2 separate regions of the Triticum aestivum genome follow, and region 1 is linked to region 2. The links are chromatin contacts, called in public Hi-C maps. All regions are on one chromosome and are shown on one strand. Each heading gives the region's core, a stretch centred on a gene start, on an enhancer-like site or on the middle of the called end of the contact. The rest is flanking DNA. Distances are from core to core; before and after follow the strand shown. Region 1 holds the start of LOC123096124 (subtilisin-like protease SBT1.7). Region 2 has its middle 63 kb from the start of LOC123096123.

Evidence for each region. Hi-C and Micro-C count contacts between places; a contact is called where the count stands out from the background.
Region 1: a Hi-C map of leaf shows a contact between it and region 2, with 3 times the contacts expected there. The contact joins the promoter of LOC123096124 here to the enhancer-like site in region 2. A contact is called at or near these places in 3 of 5 Hi-C or Micro-C datasets (all in leaf) and 1 of 1 datasets of contacts at active chromatin or transcription factors (leaf).

Annotation. Positions count from the first base shown.
Region 1 is chr4D:51,157,454-51,163,757 of IWGSC CS RefSeq v2.1, forward strand. It overlaps LOC123096124 (subtilisin-like protease SBT1.7), which reads left to right and starts at 1,938. Exons shown (of 1, transcript XM_044517745.1): 1 at 1,938-4,933. The coding sequence starts at 2,202. The coding sequence ends at 4,496.
Region 2 is chr4D:50,942,425-50,948,840 of IWGSC CS RefSeq v2.1, forward strand. No RefSeq gene overlaps it. Among protein-coding and RNA genes, the nearest start is that of LOC123096123, 63 kb to the left of the region's middle. Within about 2 kb of position 2,372, at least 6 of the 8 cell types and tissues checked have an H3K27ac peak or open chromatin away from gene starts, as enhancers often do. A contact at or near this core is called in leaf, where this site is marked.

The DNA.
Region 1 (6,304 bases), core at 688-3,187, 210 kb after region 2:
GCCGGCCTCCGCCTTGCTCCTTTATATACAGGGGCGGGGGGGGGGGGGCACCCTAGAACATACAAGTTGACAGTTGTCTTAGCCGTGTGCGGTGCCCCCCTCCACAGATATCCACCTCGGTCATATCGTTGTAGTGCTTAGGCGAAGCCCTGCGTCAGTAACTTCATCATCACCGTCATCACGCCGTCGTGCTGACGAAACTCTCCCTCGACCTCAGCTGGATCTAGAGTTCGTGGGACGTCACCGAGCTGAACGTGTGCAGATCGCGGAGGAGCCGTACCTTCGGTGCTAGGATCGGTCGGATCGTGAAGACGTACGACTACATCAACCACGTTGTCATAACGCTTCCGCTTTCGGTCTACGAGGGTACGTAGACAACACTCTCCCCTCTCGTTGCTATGCATCTCCTAGGTAGATCTTGCGTGATCGTAGGAAAAAATTTGAAATACTGCATTCCCCAAAATGGTCCTCCTATTTAGTGGCCGGTCATTGATATTTGCTAAAAAAAACATGTAACGAGCAACGACTTCAAGCCCAATAAGAAAATTGATCGGCCCCAAATAAGGGCAGGTCAAAATTTTCATCTAAGAAGTCATGGAACATTACCTAAAAAAATCATGAAACAACACAAGGAAAAAAAGGGGCAACACAAATCTTGACCAAAAAAATCAAAGGTCAGAAAATTGACTTGCACAAATTTAAAATAACATGCAAGTTACACAAATGCTAAAGTGTAATGAATTACATGCATTTTTTATGTATGGCTAAAAAGCATAAACACTATAGAATTGGCATTAGTTTTGACGCACTTCCGAGCGAACGCTCTGTAGGCCGTTGGATTGAGGCTCACGAATCTCGATACATTCGCTCGGAAGGCCATTGGTAGGGAATGCGTGGACAAAACAAAATCGTTCAATCGATTGACACGACATGGGGGAATGACCTTCATGGGGGAACTTTTTTCTATATATTTACGTCATGACAGATTTTATGTGCAACATCAGAATGTATTTCTTATGGACATGACAAATATCTGAACACATGTGTGGCAATTTCTATTCTTACATCACCACAATTCTTTATGTTATGGCATGGAAATTCTGCTCCATGCATGATGGCAAATCATAGATATTTTGTGACAACTTTCTCCTGCTATAGGATGGCAAGTTTCTCTTCTCGCCATGTGTGAATCTCTGGTACGCATGGCAAATTCCTGACAATCTTTCAATATTTTCTTTTATACATGGCAAATCTTTATACAATAGCATGACAAATATACCTGTTATAACATGATAATTTCAAGGTGTTAGCTAGGAGCAGTTTTCAGAGGAAACACTCCCTGATCACACCGTTCGCTCAAAAGAGCCTCTCGGAGGGAACCGTTCGTTCACTTGGATGAGCTCCGTGAGTGAACGTCCGCACGATTATTGGGGTGTTAAAGAAACATCACAACCACAACAAAAAGCTGCCCGAAACAGCAGCAAAAACAAAAGGGGGAAAGAAGAAGGGAATGTTTCACGTTTTCACATGGATCATCCATCGTTTTAGCGAGTGTCGCTCCAGAATCAGAATCCGCCGTCCATAATCCGAAGAGATACATACGGAATATGGGACGGACACAGTCCACACATGGTCACCAGCTAAACTTAGCCGACAGCTGAGGATGCTTTGATTCCTCGTGGAGAGAATCCTCCGGGCCAGACACCGCAACCTCGCGTACACTGAAAGCCTCAGGAAAAAAGCCGGTCCGGCAAAGACACAGCTAGCAGGGGGTCGACCGACTGGCAGTGCCAAAGTCCCAAAGTTGGCGAAGAAAACAAATCCATGTGACCCCGTTCGTCCCACCCTCTCTCCCGTGCCGTGCGTGCGCCCACATACACTTTTTCTTCTGAAATTATTGATACGGATACCACTCACACTCACCATCTTTCACTCCTCCGACGGGCCTCGATTTCCATCAAGCAGTCACTTAACCACACACAAACTTCATCTCCTCTTCTTGTAGAACCAACCAACTGTCCATCTTTTGCTCACACTCTTCCAATCATGTCTTAATCAGTAAGGCTACCGCGCATATATATAACCACGCGTCCTTGTAGCGGCTACGAGCTAGCTCGCTAAGCTTCGTCGTAACACTACCACGGCGGCGCCGGATATATATAGCTTGACGCGCTGCTGCCGGTGCAGTGACAGCTGACAAGATGCTGATGAGGCTGCTGCTGGTGGTGGCTCTCGCCGTGGCGGCGGCGGCGGCGGAGCAGCGCGCCACGTACATAGTTCACATGGCCAAGTCTGCCATGCCGGCCGAGTACGCCGACCACGGCGAGTGGTACGGCGCCTCCCTCCGCTCGGTGTCCACCGGTCGCGCCGCCGCTGCCAAGATGCTTTACTCCTACGACACCGTCCTGCACGGCTTCTCAGCGCGGCTCACGGAGCAGGAGGCCAGCGACATGGCGGGCATGGACGGCGTCCTGGCCGTGAACCCCGAGACGCGGTACGAGCTGCACACCACGCGGACGCCTGAGTTCTTGGGGCTCGCCGGGAGCGAGGGCCTGTTCCCGCAGTCTGGCACGGGCGGCGACGTCGTCGTCGGGGTGCTCGACACCGGCGTCTGGCCTGAGAGCAAGAGCTACAACGACGCGGGCCTCGGCGAGGTGCCGTCGTCGTGGAAGGGCACGTGCATGGCCGGCGCGGACTTCAACTCCTCGGCCTGCAACCGGAAGCTCGTCGGCGCGCGGTTCTTCAACCGGGGCTACGAGGCGGCCATGGGGCCCATGGACACGAGCAGGGAGTCGCGCTCCCCGCGCGACGACGACGGGCACGGGACGCACACGTCGTCCACCGCTGCCGGCGCAGCTGTCGCCGACGCTGACCTGTTCGGGTTCGCGTCTGGCACGGCGCGCGGCATGGCGCCCAAGGCGCGCGTGGCCGTGTACAAGGTGTGCTGGCTCGGCGGCTGCTTCAGCTCCGACATCCTCGCCGGCATGGACGCCGCCGTCGCCGACGGCTGCGGCGTGCTCTCGCTCTCGCTCGGCGGTGGCTCCGCCGACTACGCGCGCGACAGCGTTGCCATCGGCGCCTTCGCCGCGATGGAGCAGAACGTCCTGGTGTCCTGCTCTGCCGGGAACGCCGGGCCCGGGAGCGCCACACTCTCCAACGTGGCGCCCTGGATCACCACCGTGGGCGCGGGCACCCTCGACCGCGACTTCCCGGCGTACGTTCAACTCGGGAACGGCAAGAACTACACCGGCGTGTCCCTCTACGCTGGGAAGGCCCCGCCGTCCACCCCGACCACCCTCATCTACGCGGGCAACGCCTCCAACTCCACCAGCGGAAACCTCTGCATGCCAGGGACCCTCTCGCCGGAGAAGGTGCAAGGGAAGATCGTGGTCTGCGACCGCGGCATCAGCGCGCGCGTCCAGAAAGGCTTCGTGGTGCGCGACGCTGGAGGTGCCGGCATGGTGCTCGCCAACACCGCAGCCAATGGGCAGGAGCTCGTCGCCGATGCCCACCTCCTGCCCGCGGCCGGCGTGGGTGAAAAAGAAGGTACCGCTATAAAGTCTTACATAGCATCCGAGTCCAAGCCGACGGCAACGATTGTGGTCGCCGGGACACAGGTGGACGTGCGCCCCTCACCGTTGGTGGCTGCGTTCTCGTCGCGCGGGCCAAACATGATCACGCCGGAGATCCTAAAGCCGGACATCATCGGGCCGGGGGTGAACATCCTGGCGGCGTGGACCGGCAAGGCGGGGCCGACGGGTCTCGCCGCTGACACGCGCCGCGTCAACTTCAACATCATCTCCGGCACGTCCATGTCGTGCCCGCACGTGAGCGGCCTCGCGGCGCTGCTCAGGAGCGCGCACCCGGAGTGGAGCCCCGCCGCCGTGCGCTCGGCTCTCATGACGACCGCCTACTCCACGTACACCGGCGGCGCCGGGTCGCCCATCCTCGACGCGGCGACCGGCGCGGCCGCCACGCCGTTCGACTACGGCGCCGGGCACGTGGACCCGACCCGCGCGGTGGAGCCAGGGCTGGTGTACGACCTCGGCACCAGCGACTACGTGGACTTCCTGTGCGCGCTCAAGTATACGCCAAACATGATCGCCGCGCTGGCGCGGAGCAAGAGCTACGGGTGCGCCGCGAACAAGACCTACGCCGTCTCCAACCTCAACTACCCGTCCTTCTCCGTGGCCTACTCCACGGCGAACGGCGAGGCCGGGGACTCCAGCGCCACCACGGTGACGCACACGCGCACGCTCACCAACGTGGGCGCGGCGGGCACGTACAAGGTGGACGCCTCGGTGTCCATGTCCGGCGTGACCGTCGACGTGAAGCCGACGGAGCTGGAGTTCACGGCGGCCGGCGAGAAGAAGAGCTACACGGTGAGCTTCACGGCGGCCAAGTCGCAGCCGTCGGGCACCGCCGGCTTCGGCCGGCTCGTGTGGTCGGACGGTAAGCACAGCGTGGCGAGTCCGATAGCGATAACGTGGACATGATACGACAGGCGCCCAGAACGGCGCAAGCCGAGCGCCAAGCGCTGACACCGCTGCCGGTGCGGCCAAAGGGTTCAGTGTGTAAAATTCGGGGGATTCGAGGGAGGAAATGGTGAGATTTGGTGGTATCTCTCAACTATCTCAGATTGTCAATAAGGCCCAATCATAACTTTTAGATTGTGATTTGGGGAAGAAACGGTGATGATGGAAAGGGATTTGGGTGATGGGTATTGCTTTCTCGGAATCAAATTATCGGTCTTGGCTAGCTTGGGTAGTTGGATTGGGTCCTGAGTTGGATCAGATTGCAGCTTTACAAGGACAGCTCCACTGTAGTAGTAGGGGTTATCTCAGTCAGCAATCTCTCCCCTGTAAAATGTTCCGTCTAAACTATTCTTTCTTCCATTATCAATGAATGGATCATCTTTTCTTCTGAAGATAAATGATTGAGTGAAGATAAAAGAAACGAGGAAGATGGTTGGTGCTGCAGGAAAGCATAATTCAGGTCCATACACTTGGAACTTGTGGCATTAAACTTATCATTTCTATATTAGGCGCATTATGCATGGATCCTACATGACCGACATCTAACCCTAATCACTGTGCTTTATACCATGAAACAAGATGTGTAAGGTAAAGAGAGGCAGGAGCAGAGCACGGCAGGGAGGGTGTGAAAGTTCAAAAGAAAAGAAGGCGAATAAAGGCCGCACGGCTGGACCGCTGGTTCTGGTGTCGAGAAAGGGGGCAAAGCCGAAAGGACCAAAATTATTTAGACCTGTCACTCGCTTTGATAAAGCCTGAAATGAAAGCTTAGAGCGTCCCCGTGACATCTGCCGCTTAACAATAGAGTGGAAAATTAAAGAGGAATTAAAGATGGACGGCAAAGCAAGAGAAATGTCTCTTCGCGATCTTGTGGCAGGGGCCCGTGAGTTTTGTTGTTACTGTCTGCTCTAGCCTGTGCCTGTCTGTTTGTCTATTGCTTGCCTTCTAGAAATGCAACTCGTGTGTGGATTTTGATAACCTCGGACAAAATATCGGGATGGTAATCGGCTTCGGGTTATCTTGTACAGTACTTCCTTCGCTCAAGTACTAAATCAGCGACAACTAATATAAAAAGAAGTATTTTAGTTTTATTCTTTTATTATTTTGCGGGGAATATTGGCACTTTATTTCAGGACGTGTGCACTTTCTTTGAGTACATGCTGAAGTAGAAAATCGGGAGGCCCATCCTCCCAAGACAATAAGAAGTTTAAGTCACACACATGCCTCGCTAAAATACGTGCCAAACTTTTAGCTTCCTTGCGACTCTGAAATCTTTTCTTTACCACAGTATAGACGCAAACGCTAATATATACGCGCATACACTCATCCTTACAAACGTACACACGCACACCCTGTCCCTATGAGCACCTTCCACTAAAAACACATCGCCGAAAATCCTGAAATAAATTCAAAAATAATGCGAGCACCAGGACTTAAACCCTGATGGGCTGGGAATACCACTGTCCCTTTAACCATCCAACCACAGTTGGTTCGACCACGGCTCTGAAATCTAACATCTGGTATTTCATATGCTAACTCAAACCAGTCCACCATAGTAGGGCTCTAATATCAACTTCTCCTTTGCAAGCTTCAACAATTTCTAAATAGTCAGACTCCATGACAACCTTGGACTTGGAGCATCCCATGCGATGAACCAGACCAAGACCTTACCGTACGCCTAGCGCCTCCAATGAAGCCGCGTCATGAGCGTGCATAGAAGTCTCTGCTATACCCGCCACAGCTTGCCCATGAGAATCAGGGATGACCACAGC
Region 2 (6,416 bases), core at 1,122-3,621:
TAGGGTTTTTGGAGGATTCTCGTAGGATTCCAGAGAATCAGACGCGGAGGAGAAGCCAATGACATTATCTAGATAAGTAGCACCCCTGTGTGATTTGGCAATATCTACCGATCATTTTTAACTGAAAACGCATAGGCAATTGTTCAAAATAAGCTCATTGGTGATAACGTTGATGTGTCAGTGGTGTGTCATAGTTACACATTTGAACGGCTGCGTTTAAAAAACGTCAATTCATATTTCAGCGAACTTCGTTTGTGATAAGGTCTAGCGTAGACGGGTTATCTTTTCCAAATGGGCACTGATATGCGCCGGTCGACCGGCCGAAGCGCTCCGCCGGTCGTATCAGGACCGCTGGATGACTCCATTTGTGGCCGTTAGATTAGAATCCCACGTCATCTTTTCCCTTCCCCACCGCCTCGTCTCAGATCAGATCAAGATAGATGGGAACAACGTTGACCTTCTGTAGACAAACTGCCCCTCGCAGGTTGCCTCGTTGGCGGCAACACACCATCTCGCCATGGCCGTCGACGCATCACTGGCGCCTTCGCGGCCGTCGCCTTCACCACGTCCACCCTCTCGCCATCCGTTCGTGATCTACGCATCAAACCACGCCGTTGTGGCCCTTGCCGTCGCCGGTTGCAACATACTGTACACTCGCCGTCGCAGCCCTCCTGTCCGTCTCTGGTGCAGCTCGCCGTCCCAGCAAAAAGATGAGCAGCCATCACCGTCCCAGCAAGAAACTCGGCTGGTCCCAGCAAAAAATCGCCGCCGGTCCCATCAAAAAACAAACTCGCCGGTCATAGCTTTTTCTCTGCCGCCGGTGGTGCGTAGTAGGAAATGGCAACGCCGGTTGTAGCAAAAAAACGATGCCCGTGGTGCGTGGTAGCAAAACAAATTGCGGGTTGGACCAAAAAGTGAGCGTGGTTGTGGCAAAAAATCGACGCCGGCGATGCGTTGTAGCAAAAATCCGGTGTGGCTGTAGCAAAACGAGATGCATATTGTAGCATCACGTACAGTGCTTGTAGCAGGGAAGTGCAGGCCGGAGCAGCACTGTCGTCCTTGAACCGCCGATGCCGGTGGTGCGCTGTAGCAAAACGAAGTGCCGGTTGTAGCAAAAGCTAGCATGGATGTAGCAAAAACCTCCAACGGTAGTAGCAAAAAGCCTGCTACGGTTGCAGCAAAAAAATCATTGTCGTCCTCGCGAGGTCGTAGCTCTGCCTGATGGATGTAGCAAAAAGCTTTGCCGGTAGTAGCAAAATCCAACAACGGTTGCAGCTTTCCCTTTTTGTGCAGTGCCATTGAAGCTTTCTATGTCTATGGTTGAAGCTTTTTTCAACGGGTGTTGAAGCTTTTCTAGGTGACGGTTGCAACACTTGTATACGCGGGAGGATCCGGGCATGGCTGCAGGCAGCCATGGCGGCCGGCGAGGGAGCGCTTCACCGGCTGCGACCCCGTGATGACGATGACGCCGTTTTGCTGCAACCGTAGTAGATTTTTGCTACCACCGGCGATTGAATTCGCTACAACCGGTTCCAGCAAAAATTCACTGTGAGGGGTAGTCTGCCATGGCTGGTTGCAGCTCCGGCGTGGCCGGGTCCGGCGAGGTAGGCAGAGCTCCGATGCATGCGAGGAAGGCGTCGCCGTGGTAGCACCCCGTAGTACCGGTTGCAGCATCTCCGTTGTCACCGCCCCTCGGTCGCCGGCGAGCTTCGAGCGGGGAGGGGAGCGCGTGGCGCTGCGACCGGGGGGGGGGGGAGGGGGAAGGGATGGGGAAGGGGTGGGGAGGAGAGGGCAGAAGAAGAGGGCGGCACGACGCGAGGAAGAGGAAGAGGAATAAGGGGATCGGGAGGAGGAAGAAGGGGATCGGGAGGAGCGCGAGGCGTATGATGCGCTGCGCGTCGCTTCGATCGAGTGGCCCGCGTGGAACCGGCGGAACGGTTCGGCCGGTGCGACGTTCCTAAACACTTCCCTTTCCAAATTGCTCGGCCCAAGTGTACGTACAGACGGCACAGTCGGACACAGACATGCGGTTGACTGGCTGCACAGTGGTTAGCTGGAGACGGACGCGCATGATATCCAACTAGGCAGGCAACTCCAAGAAACGAACATGGGTCGAAAATCAGGAAATGATTTTCTTTTGAGAATAATCAGGAAATGATGATTTCGAGAGCGACGTGCGCACATGACATTTTAGCCCATGCGTCCTTACCCTATAATCAGGTTTGGATCCAACGGCCAGTACGTCTTGTGCAACGTACGCATCCCCGAGAATCAAGCGCTCCCGTGCACCGCGCACATGCGTACACGGACGCACACTGTGTTGTTAGACCCGTGAGGCCTGTGCAGCAGTGCAGGGGAGGGGCGACGTACGATGACCGCAATGCGCGTGCCCACGCCTGCTTGGAGCTATTAGCTGCCGCCGTTGGCCATACATGCATGCACGGGCGCAGAAGCGCATCGCCGCCGCACCGCGGTGTGAACCCATGACCGTGAGGAGTTTACGTGTCTCTCTGTTCACATGGTCATGGCGCAAGGACAGCATGCAGGCAGCACAAGCATAGCAGATGAAGGAATCACGCTCTTTGAAGAAACTGGAGTAATAATACTCACTCGTTATGGACTCCGGTCATTTGGAACTAGTGTAGGAGCAGATATATTTTTTGCAGTTTGTCTAATTCACATCTAGATGTTTTTAAAGTATGTCACATCTAAGCTTCCACAAATATATAATGCAGCAACAAGAAATAAAAAAAAAGCTAGGACAAAAAAATAGACCACAAACAGAGTGGAAATCAGCTTAGATGTGACATAACTATGTCACATCTAGATGTGTCCTAGACAAACTCTTTTTTTTGAATGGTGTAGGAGTATTGGTCGGAGGCAGGACAGAACAAACAGAAGTATCTGTGCCTCAGCGTTCTGTAGGCCCCATTTACGGAATACCCAACCTTTACAAGTTGTCAAAATCATATAAAGTTATGACAGCGGCAAATATAATTGACATCCGACGACATCCCCATCTTTGCTATTTTCCCGCCACAAAACGAATAACTTCTACATCACGGGTGGGCGGGTGGCATTCTTCGCTCGTCCGTGTATCTTATCCAGTTTTATCCTTCCCTGGCCAAACACGAGCACTCTACGATTGTACGTACGTACATACGCACAGCTGCGATGCACTGGAAGCGCCAGGACCACGATTCTCCAGAGTCCATGACAGCAGATGGATTCCGGCCGCCATGTTAGGCTAATCATGTCGTTACTTTTTTCGCGCTAGGCCCAACCTCGGCTCCTCCAATTAGCAAGTGCGGCGTCCCAATCATCCCTCTGTCCGTCTGCATTCGTACACACAGGACGAAGAGAACCGCCGTTTCTCTCGCAGTTCCGTATGCTCACCGTGCCGTGCCTGTGCCTGTGCCAGTCATCGGTGTAGTACTTCAGGATGATCGTTGCTGCTTGGATTTTTTTTCCCTCTCTCCTGATTTTCGGCAAACTATAATGTGGAACGGTGTTGATAAATCTCGGTCGACTGAAACTTTAACGAAGTCGATGCAATAATCATATGATCTTACGTCAAGATCCGTGCAATATTTTAATTTTTAATTTTATTTGTTGCTTTTCTACATGTTATATATCACTCGATTGAGACTTGATTAAATCTTAATCGACTAAAATCTGGCCACACAGATTTAAAACCAGGGTATAGCTACTAGAAGCTCCACGAGTTTGCTCACATCATCACATCAAGCATACTAGTACCCCCATTCCATGAGTAGCTAGATAGACAATCGTATTGGTGAATTGTTTATGACAGATCGATTGATTGAGTACTCTAATAGCTCATCTTCGTGTGCAATTTTCTAACATGTGCAGGATTAGAGCATCTACAATCCGACGTAGCCAATTTGGCCCTTTGTATGTTCGCTTGCCTCTCATTTGGCTGCGTTCGTAGCCGTTATCCTCGTATCTAAACCTCTAAATTAATTTTGTTCTATGTAGCGTGGATCAACACAACACAACGTAGCTAAATTAAACACGTAGTACTGATATAATCGGACATATAGCAAGTTCAAAAGCTAGATAACTCACGACGACGATAGCATTGATAGGATCTATGATTAGATACAAGTATATATATAAAGATAAGATTCACCACTTCTTAGCCTTGCCCTTCCCTTTATCGTCTCCAAAGCGGCGGTACTACGGATCGACGTCGGTGCATGCGTCGATGTCCGGAGGGTCATCCGAGTCACTCGAGGTGGTGGAGGATTCATGCGAGGAGGGGAGCCCGACCAGACATGGGGCGGCACGGGGAGGCTAGGCGGCTGGTTTTGGCGTGGCCGCCACTTTCTCCTTCACGAGGCACTTGGACTGCACGAGGCAGACCCACAAATGTTTAAATGATATTTTGGCAAAGTCCACCGACAACTCCTTGCATTCAGAGACCGACGCAACATCTGGTCCTAGATAAGGGTCTATTTGCTGAATTGCCTCCACCGTAAATGAGCCATCAGATTCAATTTCTGTTGGGAAATGTTGCATGGAAAACAAAAAATTTCTACGCACATGCAATGATCTATCCATAGAGATGCATAGCAACGAGGGGGAGAGTATGTCTATGTATCCTCGTAGACCGAAAGCGGAAGCGTTTCACAACGCAGTTGATGTAGTCGAACTTCTTTGCGCTTCAAATGATCAAGTACCAAACGTACAACACCTCCGTGTTCTGCACACGTTCAGCTCGGTGACATCCTACACCTTCTTGATCCAGCAAGACGACAAGCTGTAGATGAGTTCCGTCAGCACGACAGCGTGGTGACGGTGATGATGATGTGATCTCTGTAGGGCTTCGCCTAAGCACTGTGAAAATATGAACGAGGGAGTAAACGGTGGACGGGGGCGCTGCACACGGCTAAGACAATGTTGTGTCCTTGTGTGGCACCCCCTCCTCACATATATATAGGTGGGAGGGGAGGGGTGAAGGAAATATGCCCTAGAGGCAATAATAAAATAGTTATTTATATTTCCTTATATCATGATAAATGTTTATGATTCATGCTAGAATTGTATTAATAGGAAACTTGATACATGTGTGAATACATAGACAAAACATAGTGTCCCTAGTATGCCTCTACTTGACTAGCTTGTTAATCAAAGATGGTTAAGTTTCCTAACAATAGACATGTGTTGTCATTTGATGAACGGGATCATATCATTAAACAATGATGTGACGGACAAGACCCATCCGTTAGCTTAGCATAATGATCATTAAGTTTTATTGCTATTGCTTTCTTCATGCCTTATACATATTCCTCTAACTATGAGATTATGCAACTCCCGAATACCGGAGGAACACCTTGTGTGCTATCAAACGTCACAACATAACTGGGTGATTACAAAGATGCTCTAGAGGTGTCTCCGAAGGTGTTTGTTGGGTTGGCATAGATCAAGATTAGGATTTGTCACTCCGTGTATCGGAGAGGTATCTCTGGGCCCTCTCGGTAATGCACATCACTATAAGCCTCGCAAGCAATGTGACTAATGAGTTAGTTACGGGATGATGCATTATGCAACGAGTAAAGAGACTTGCTAGTAACGAGATTGAACTAGGTATGAGGATACCGACGATCGAATCTCGGGCAAGTAACATACCGATGAAAAAGGGAATGACGTATGTTGTTATTGCGGTTTGACCGATAAAGATCTTCATAGAAAATGTCGGAACCAATATGAGCATCCAGGTTCCGTTGTTGGTTATTGATTGGAGATGTGTCTTGGTCATGTCTACATAGTTCTCGAACCCGTAGGGTCCGCACGCTTAACGTTCGATGATGATTTGTATTATGAGTTATGTGTTTTGGTGACCGAAGATTGTTCGGAGTCTCGGATGAGATCATGGACATGACGACGAGTCTCGAAATGGTCGAGAGGTAAAGATTGATATATTGGACGATAGTATTTGGACACCGGAATGGTTTCGGCACGTTTCGGATATTTATCGAAGTACCGAGGGGTTACCGGAACCCCCCCCCCGGGGAAAGTAATGGGCCTACTGTTGGGGAACATAGTATTTCAAAAAAATTCCAACGATCACGCAAGATCTATCTAGGAGAAGCATAGCAACGAGCGGGGAGAGTGTGTCCACATACCCTCGTAGACCGAAAGCGGAAGCGTTTAGTAACACTGTTGATGTAGTCGAACGTCTTCGCGATCCAACCGATCCAAGTACCGAACGTACGGCACCTCCGCGTTTAGCACACGTTCAGCTCGATGACGTCTCTTGAACTCTTGATCCAGTTGAGGCCGAGGGAGAGTTCCGTCAGCACGACGGCGTGGTGACGGTGATGATGAAGTTACCGGCGCAGGGCTTCGCCTAAGCACTACGACGACATGACTGAGGTGTGTAATTGTGGAGG